Regions from separate parts of the Sus scrofa genome. Here region 1 is linked to region 2. Evidence: chromatin contacts called from public HiChIP or PLAC-seq data. All regions are on one chromosome and are shown on one strand. Each heading gives the region's core, a stretch centred on a gene start, on an enhancer-like site or on the middle of the called end of the contact. The rest is flanking DNA. Distances are from core to core; before and after follow the strand shown. Region 1 holds the start of CAB39L (calcium-binding protein 39-like). Region 2 holds the start of RCBTB1 (RCC1 and BTB domain-containing protein 1).

Evidence for each region. HiChIP or PLAC-seq counts read pairs in DNA pulled down with a chosen protein or histone mark.
Region 1: a contact with region 2 is called in an H3K27ac HiChIP or PLAC-seq map of alveolar macrophages. The contact joins the promoter of CAB39L here to the promoter of RCBTB1 in region 2. A contact is called at or near these places in 1 of 5 promoter capture datasets (liver), 5 of 47 Hi-C or Micro-C datasets (blood, embryonic fibroblasts, fetal heart ventricle and 2 more) and 2 of 2 datasets of contacts at active chromatin or transcription factors (alveolar macrophages and skeletal muscle).

Annotation. Positions count from the first base shown.
Region 1 is chr11:18,295,344-18,299,640 of Sscrofa11.1, forward strand. CAB39L (calcium-binding protein 39-like) reads left to right here and starts at 2,326. Exons shown (of 11, transcript XM_003130971.6): 1 at 2,326-2,606. It overlaps SETDB2 (histone-lysine N-methyltransferase SETDB2), which reads right to left and starts at 2,891. Exons shown (of 14, transcript XM_013980508.2): 1 at 2,758-2,891.
Region 2 is chr11:18,129,008-18,133,332 of Sscrofa11.1, forward strand. RCBTB1 (RCC1 and BTB domain-containing protein 1) reads left to right here and starts at 3,006. Exons shown (of 14, transcript XM_021065311.1): 1 at 3,006-3,136; 2 at 3,946-4,030. The region is part of intron 4 of EBPL (emopamil-binding protein-like); the gene reads left to right.

The DNA.
Region 1 (4,297 bases), core at 1,076-3,575, 170 kb after region 2:
CCATGAGAAGTCAGGTTCGATCCCTGGCCCTGCTCAGTGGGTTAAAGGATCCAGTGTTGCTGTGGCTGTGGCGCAGGTCGGCAGCTCCAGCTCTGATTCAACCCCTAGCCTGGGAACCTCCATATGCCTTGGGTGTGGCCCCCAAAAGACAAAAAATATATATATATAGAAATTTTTATATATGTCAATAAACCTATGAATAGATCCTGCAACCTAACTAGTAATCAGAGAATGAAAAAAATTTAAATGAATATACTTTTCATCCATCAGATGGGCAAAAGTACAAAGACATGTTGGTCTAGACTGTAGGGAAACTGAACTCTCAAAGACTACTCTGTGGGATACGTAAGTTAGTAGAAGTACTTTAGAGGCAAATTTGGCAAGACTATGTTCATAATTTAAAAGCAAGCAATTCCACTTTTAGGTATATACTGTCGAGTAACAGCACATGTTCACAAGACAAACACAGGCAAGGATGTGCCTGCAAGCACTGTTTCTAAGGTGAAAAACTAGGAACAACTCATGTCCACCAAGAGGAGAATGGCAAATAAAACATAGTACATAGTACATATCAAGCAAAAATAAAATTTAATATGAAAACCGACAAAAGAAACAAAGATAAATATTTTACATTAACAGAACAATTCAGTCATATACTGGGACACTATCCGGCAGGTAAAAGAAAGGAGCTGTAAATAATGTAGTGAGCTATGAAGTAATAACACGTTTACACTGCAAAAACAGTCAGGTGAATAGTTACAAAATTATATAGTATGATACTATTCCCATTTTAAATAATTACATATATGAATATATACACCTATAAAGATTATGTAAGTGTAAAAAAGCATTGAAAACGCTGCACCAAAGTCTGGAGTGTAGTTTTGGGGGAGAAGGAATTCAGGGATTGTGGATTATGCTTTTTATCTGTAAGGTTCTAATTTCATAAAAGGAGGATGCAAAAACATTTAGCATAGCATTAAGCACACTCAGTAATAGCTTCTTTTTAAAGAAAGTTCTTGCCAGTGTTGTTCATAACTTCTGAAAATTTAAAAGTAACGGAACTTACAAAATTAAAACATGCTTGCTGAAGAAAATTTGCAAAATATAGCACAGAGAAGAAAACTTAAATCACCCATAATCTCATCATCCAGAGACAACCAGTGTTATTTTAGAGTATAACACGATTTTTAAGTTCGTTCATATTTTCCCCTTCTTACTTTTTCACTCTGATGGAAAAATAGTCAGTTTCGTTTAAGTGGTTGGTTCTTTTTCGTTTTTAAAAATAGGCTCTTATGAAACTGTGGCTATTTCCTCTCTACCCCTTGTGTTTTAATTGTGATAATAGTAATGAACATTTATTGAGTATAAACCATGTGTCAGGCAGGCTTCAAAATACTTCACACGTTCTTATCACTCTGCCTAACAGTCATGTGGGACAAATTAGCAATCCTGTCACGAGGAAGCTAAAGCATGTCACACCGTAAGTGGCAGGGAAAAACTGAACAACCAGGCAGCCTGGTTTCTGAGCCTGTTTTTTGATTATTCCAGTCCACTGCCTCATTCATTAATACATACAGAACTCACTGAAGGTTTCCATCTGACGAAGAGCAAAATTACATGTTTCATATTTTATTTAATGATCTAATGGGGATGATTACGTATTGGGTTGTGGTTAATGAGAATCAGGAGCTCTTAGGATGTGATCTCTACTCCATGATCTTGAATAAACGATTTTACTTCCTGAGGGTTTGTGAGTCTTACCTGTGAAATGGGTCAGTGGCTAAACCGTCAAGTTCGGCTTCTGGATTTTGGACTCCAATCCCCTTCCCGCAGCCCCTTTTACAGCCTCGGGTTCCCAGTTGCTTAGGAATCACCTCTCATGAAGGTGTGCACCGGGTGACAAGAGACTGAAATGGGTTGAGAACTCCGCGCACCCTCGGTCCCTTCTCCAGCCCGGGAATGCACGTGAGTGAAAGGAGAAAGGAGGTCGCAAGGGCTGGGATCCACGCGACCGAGAGCTCCACCGCGTTCCTGGGTGCTGGGCCGAAAGAAGCTGTCGGGAGGGCCACTCACGGCCTCACCTGGGTTACACTGGCTCGATTGCGCTTTCCACGCCGCCTGCCAGACCTGAGGACTGCGCTCCGCCCGCACGGTTGGCGAGGCTGGGTTCTCCCGCGGGTAGGGCTCCTCTCTCACTCCACGCCCCCGAGACCCCACGGCGCCGGGTGCCCCCTGGCCGGGAAGTACTTCACCATCGACTAACCTCACCTCAGCAACCACAGTTCCACCTCGCCTTAGCCAGGGAGGAAGGACCGCCCAGTTTCCACCGTCCAGGCCTACCTAAAGCAAACCTAAATGGGAGGAGTCGGACACTGACGGCTCCTACCTCCTGGCCTGGAGCCCATTGGTTGCCCACCCCACCGGGTCCACGCCTCAGGGGTTCCGCGCGTGAACGGTAGGCACCGCGGCGGCGCTTGAGCGCGCAGCCTCCGGATTGGCTGTCAGAGCTCGCGGGTTGTCTCGCGCTCTCTGGCTGGACCAATGCGGATACCCTCGGTCCAGAGGCTGGCATCGCTGGAGTAGTGGCGCTGCTGTTTCCTCCGGTAGGTCTTTGGCTGCCATCTTGTGTGTGGCTGAACAGGGCTTCTTGGCGGCTGCAAGCCGATTTAGCGGTTCAAGATATAGAGGTGTCCTGAGGGAGCCGTGGAGGAGAGGAGGGGCCCGAGGGAACAGACCTGGTGCCTTCTTACCTACCTGCAAGGGAAAGGTTTTCCTGGTCTGAGTCTCAGCCCTGGCTAGGAAGAGCGACGAATGGTGGTGGTGATGAGGAACGCAGGCTTTGATATGTTATTGTGGGGGCTTGACGGGGATTCTGGTGCCTGAAGAATGATCCCTTGGGTTCCAGAGAGCTATTCCAATTATCTTTGTCTTGAAAACCCCCTCACTGACAGAGAAGGTTGACTGATGGACTGCCTGATTCAAAAAGGCTGGTAATGAAAAGGGAGAGAGGGAGGCGCCCCACGATTATCCTCAGATTCGAAAGAGACGTCTTCATTTTCTATGGTTTTCGAGGAGGGACTAATAAAGTGTTTGCTCTACTCAGCTGACCTCTGACTAAGGCCATCTTCCGGTTGTAGTGAGCGTCAGGTGCTGCATTTGGACAGTTGTATTCATTAGTGTACAGCCAGCATTCCTGCAGTGGTTTTGTTGTTGTTGTTGTTGTGTTTTTTGGTTTTTGGGTTTTTTTAAGCTAAAAAGTGGTAGTCTTTGCAGAAACAGTGGAAGTGAAGGAGAATTTTGTCAATTCTTGGTTTTCCTGGTTACAATCTGGTTGATGATTTAGCAGTCTGGGCTTACCTTGGCATGCTTGGTTGCTTCGTCGTGGGTTGGGAGAGGTTTTTGCAAGAGAAACATCCTAACTTCTGAACTCTTTGGGGACGACAGGAAGGAGACAGGAATTACCCCCTTTTCCTCATTATTTTTAAAAATCGAAGTAGAAAGCACGCAGGGTCATTTTTTGACGGGGAAATTTATTGTTTCCCAAAACCTGGCTAAAAGGCTAATATTTTGTGATTAGCTGTAGCAGTTTTGACACTCATGAGACAAAAGCGAAGATACTGCCTTGAGTTTCGTTTTCATTTATCCAAGGCTAACTAGTAATCCACCAAGTCAATAGTACCATGTATTTTGTGCAGGAATACCAAAGAAAACAGTAAAATAATTGAATAGTTGAAAATTAATTTTCTATTTAAAGGTTACTTTTTATCCTTGAGTCTTAAAAAACTTAAGTCACAAGAGTAAGTATCAGTAATTTAGTGTTGAGCTGATGGCTGAGGTACTACGTATATGTGGGATTTTGGTGTCTGGGGGAAGTTTTGGAACCAACCCTGGGCAGATTTCCAGGGAGGATTGTATAGGCTATCAGAGTAAGAGATTTGTGCTAACAAACACCAATAACAAAGTAGCCACTCATAAATGTATGCAAAAACTTTTGGATAGTTTTCACCTATAATAGTGCCTGGTATATATCTAAAAGTGTAATTGTTCAATGAATAAATTTTAAAAATACAGTAATTGGGAGGTATGGGTAACATTTTTTTTTTTTTTTTTTTTTTTTTATGGCCGCACCCGAAGCATATGGAGGTTCCCAGGCTGGGGTTGAATCGTCCTGTAGCCGCGGGCCTACACCACAGCCAGAGCAATGCAGGATCTGAGCAGTGTCTGCAACCTACACCACAGCTCAGGGCAATTCGGTATCCTTAACCCCCTGAGTGAGGCCAGGAATCAAACCTAT
Region 2 (4,325 bases), core at 1,756-4,255:
CTACTTGTAAATTGAGTTCTGCCCTGTACAAAAAGTTTAGAGGGCTCTAAAATAGTCTTCTGTGGAAGAAATAATTTTGCTGCTTTTAGATAACAATCATAGAGAGCTTTTGAAGCTGGGGGGAGGAAAGGTAAAAAAAAATATATATATCACCTGGCAGGAGTTCCCTGGTGGTTCAGCAGGTTAAGGATCCAGGGTTGTCACTGCCGTGGCTCTGGTTAATGCTGTGGCTTGGGTTTGATCCCTGGCCCAGGAACTTCCACATACTCTGTGGGCACCGGAAAACAAAGAAACAAACAAAAAACTGGCACTAGCGCACAAGCCAATTTTAGGTGAAAAGCCTATGATTTATCTGATAGAAAGTTACTCAATCCAATAAGTAATACTAATATGTAATTCTTTGAAATACATCAGGTTTCCTTTGTTCCAGAAGCAAAGAAGATCAATTCCAGCCATACAGAGTTACTTTCTTTTCCTAAGTAAGTAACACTGTTTCTTACTTCCCTACCTTTGAACACACTGCCCTCCCTTCTTCATCTAACTACTATTTATCCTACAAATTCATCTCCCCATAAAGTTTTTCTCTAAACCTCTGTCTAATTTGTGGTTCCTCATTTTGTTCACTGAGCTTTTCCTATCACATGTTTCACCCTGTACTGGGGAATAACCAGAATACACATTCCCTGAGATCAGCAACCATGTCTTACTCAATTTTTCATCCTCCAAGACACTCCAGATACAGCATCTGGCACATGATAAGCACTGAGTGCTCAGGACATATTTTATGACTCAAACCCCGTTTTACTCAACAAACATGTTTTTCTGAAGAAATTTTGATCAGCTTGGAGTCTAAAGAAACTGACTTCAGTCTGAGAAAAGTGGGCCTCTTGTAGTAAATTCACGGAACAGCTGCTATATTGATCACGCCATTGCTCTATTAAGCAGATACTGAAGGTCGATCCAAGGGCCTCCAATCAGTGGACACTGAGTTTCTACCACATGGACCCTCATTCAGTGAATACTGAGGGCACTTAAATAAGCCCAGAAAGAGTTTATAATCTAGGGAAGAAGATAGGGATAGCCAAGTTACTTCTTACAGGTAAAGGCCAGTACATTTCTGAGCGATGAGAGATTCATGCATCAGACTATGTTCAGGGTCCTGGAAATCAGGGTAGAAGTTACATCTGACACAGTCTGAGTGAACTTCAATTGCTGATGCTATTGAATCAGGAGGAGGATGCAGAGAAGGGAGACGTGAGTGGGTGGTAGTTGACCTGGATTTTGGAAGATGAGTAGAAGACTGTTGTGTACCTACCTTGGAGTGCTATTAAAGATAACAAGAGCTCAACAGTGGTTAAAGTGAAATGGAGTTTTAACTAAAAAACACCCCCCCCCTTGGCTAAGAAGGCAGCTACAAGCCTTTCCAGCTGTGCTTATCACTATGCCACCCTTCTTGTAATAATGTAACAACTGTGTGCTCTCTGTCCAAGCCAGCAGCCCTGCTAATTAGGTACCCAGCATTCCTTATCAGTTCTGCTTCTGTAACCTTGCTTGCTCAGTTTCTTAGGGAGGAACACTGTCTGCTTGGGGATGGGGGAGGTCCGGGATGCTTACATTGAAAAATCAAGACCTTGTAGTGTATAAAAGTTACTGAGAACAAAGACCTGGTGCTCAGACTCTGGAGGTGACTCCTCTGCACCCGCACCGGTGCTGAATAAACCTTGCTTTTCCATATCTCCGAGTGCTGTTTGTCTCCTTCCGTTGCCACAGTTTTTGCGGTTTCCGCAACAAAAGAACAGATTTTATTCAGGAACTATTACAGGAGGGGAAAGGAAACCTCAGTATGGAAGTGGGCTCAATTTCCCTATTGCAATCGTTTTTGATTAAAATCTGTTTTTACTGTTTGAACTACCATTTGGCTTTGATTTTCTTTAAGGGAGGAAAAGGTGGTAATTTAAAGCATTTCAGCCTGAGGCAAAAGAATGAACAAATGCAAAGAGGAGTAAAGTAATTCAGGGAAAAAGTAAGGAATCCGAAGAAAGGTGGGCAGTCAAGGGAAATGGGAATTCTGCGGAGTCAAAGCCTCCAGCAATGGTGAGCAAGCACTGGAAGATGAGGAAAAGCAGGCTTCTTTCAGTAGATTAGCAGAGCTGATTGGTGATGCTCAAAAATGTTTTTCTATTCAATTGGGAGAATTAAGTTTGAGCAAGCTTGCTTGGAAAGTTATGCCAAGAAGTTGGGACTTTATCCTGTTGAGCCAGGGAGTTTCTGGAGAGCTGAGCAGTACTTTACATAAACATGATGGTGGTCTCAATAGATAGGCTGGATGGGGCAGCAGGAAGCGTCCCCACTCCCGGCCTCAGTTTACTTATTTATAGCAAGAAAAAAATTGGGTCCTTCTCTGTCTTGGATCCCTTCCGATTTTCACAGCCTGCTACCGAGTACCGCTGCCTCACCCCCTCCTTCTTTCTGATATTGGTCCAGTTGCCACCTTCTCGGCCTTAGGTGCTTTTCGACTGGTAGGTAAATGGGGGATTGAGGAGTGTGTATGTTGGGGGGGGGATGAGTTTCTGGAGTAAAATGACCCCTCCGAGGTCCTTTTGTCTCCGACTGCACCACCTGAGTAATGCCAACAGTGGGCAGACCGCGCTATGGGGCAGGAAGAGAAGTGTGCTCAGGTCCTCTTAGGGTGGCTGTACGGCCCCCTCCCTATGGCCAGCATCCTGGGAGGGCAGCGGGAGTCCACCTCTCGCGTGCCCCTGGTTCCCTGAGTGACAAAAGCCTGTGAAACTCGGCAGCCACCGAATGCCATCGCGACGACTGGACTCCGACAGCCAATCGGCTTCCGGAGGAGTCGGGCTCGTTAGCCCGGGGCCGAAAGAGGACAGGATCCCCGCCCACCCCGCGGGCGGACTGCGGGGCTGGCGAGGCAGGCGGGGCGCGCTGGGCGTCGGCGTCACGTGAGGCGGCCCGGCCACGTGACCCGGCGCCCAGCCCCCGGCGCTCCCTCCAGCTCCGCCCCTTCGCCGGCCACTAGCCGGCGATTCTCCCGCTCGCGCGGCGCTTCCGAGGTTCCCGCCGTGCTCCCGGCGGCTGGGCCTGGATGGACGGCGCGCGGCCGCGGCTGGCCTCCCAGGTAACTGGAGCGGGGCGGGGGGCGCAGGCTCGAGCTCGCGGAGGCCCCTCCCGCCCCTGCCTTCTGCTCGCTCCCCCGTCCCGCGGGCCCGGCCGAGGCGCCCCGTTACTCCTGCGCCCTCCCTCCTCCTGGTCCAGGCCCCCGGCTCCCGGCCTCCAGTGCGCCGGCCGCTGAGTCGGGGCGGGTGATGGGGCAGCCGGCACTGTTGGCTCTTCTCCTTGAGTTTCTTCCTCTGAGGAGGGACAGGGTGGGGAGAGGCTCGGGAAAGTTTTCCCTGCTCCCTCCTTTTTTTTTTTTTTTTTTTTAAAGCTGTGGGGACGCGGTTTTGCCCGTATCTAAAGTCTGTCACTACTCTCGGCGCTGTTGACTGAGAGAAGACCTCCCCTCCCACTCTCCCGGTCCTCCCTCGGCCCCGCCCAAGACCTTAGCATCTCCTGCTGGGCCTCCAAAGTGGTAGTGGTGTCACAGACGAACTCCACACTCTTCCCATTTCCCCCATAACACTGAATCCACACAGGGGTTTCCCTTCTTCGGGACTTTTTATCCAGGAGTGCAGTGAGCTGAGTGAACAATCATTTCTCTTGTCCTGCCTCGGATAGACTACTTGCTCTGTTTCATTTAAGATGACCATCTAGGCACACTGTTCTGCTCCCCTAAGTGGCTTTTTGTTTATATTATTTGCATGTGAGATACTCTGAAGTTGGCTCCTGCAGAACTCTGCACCTGGGGATGACAATTTTATAAAGTCATGTTATGATGCTTTAAAAAACCCCATATTCATAGTCTTGTCTTTGGCCTCTTCTTTTTAGGGGGAGGATTATAGCTCTTGGAGGCAAAAACTGTGAGTTTCTGAAACTGCTGTACATTGACGGCTAGTGACACGAAAACATCAAGGTATATAATGCTGAAAGGAATGGGAAAATGACTTAACCTCGACAGCAGTTTATAATATGCTTTAAATTTTAGAAGTTAACCATTTGAAGTGAGCACTGGGTGAATTTCACCTCTTTGCTGCTGCTTTCAGAGTTGAATATGTAACTGTGTATTTAAATTCTATTAATACAGCAGTTAATCTGTGGAGTGGATATCTTTTAATCCATTGTGGAAATATCAGTCCATTTATGTATACGTCTAGACAAGTCCTTTTTTTTCAACCCTCTAATCTGTTTCTCTTTTTTTTTTCTTTTTT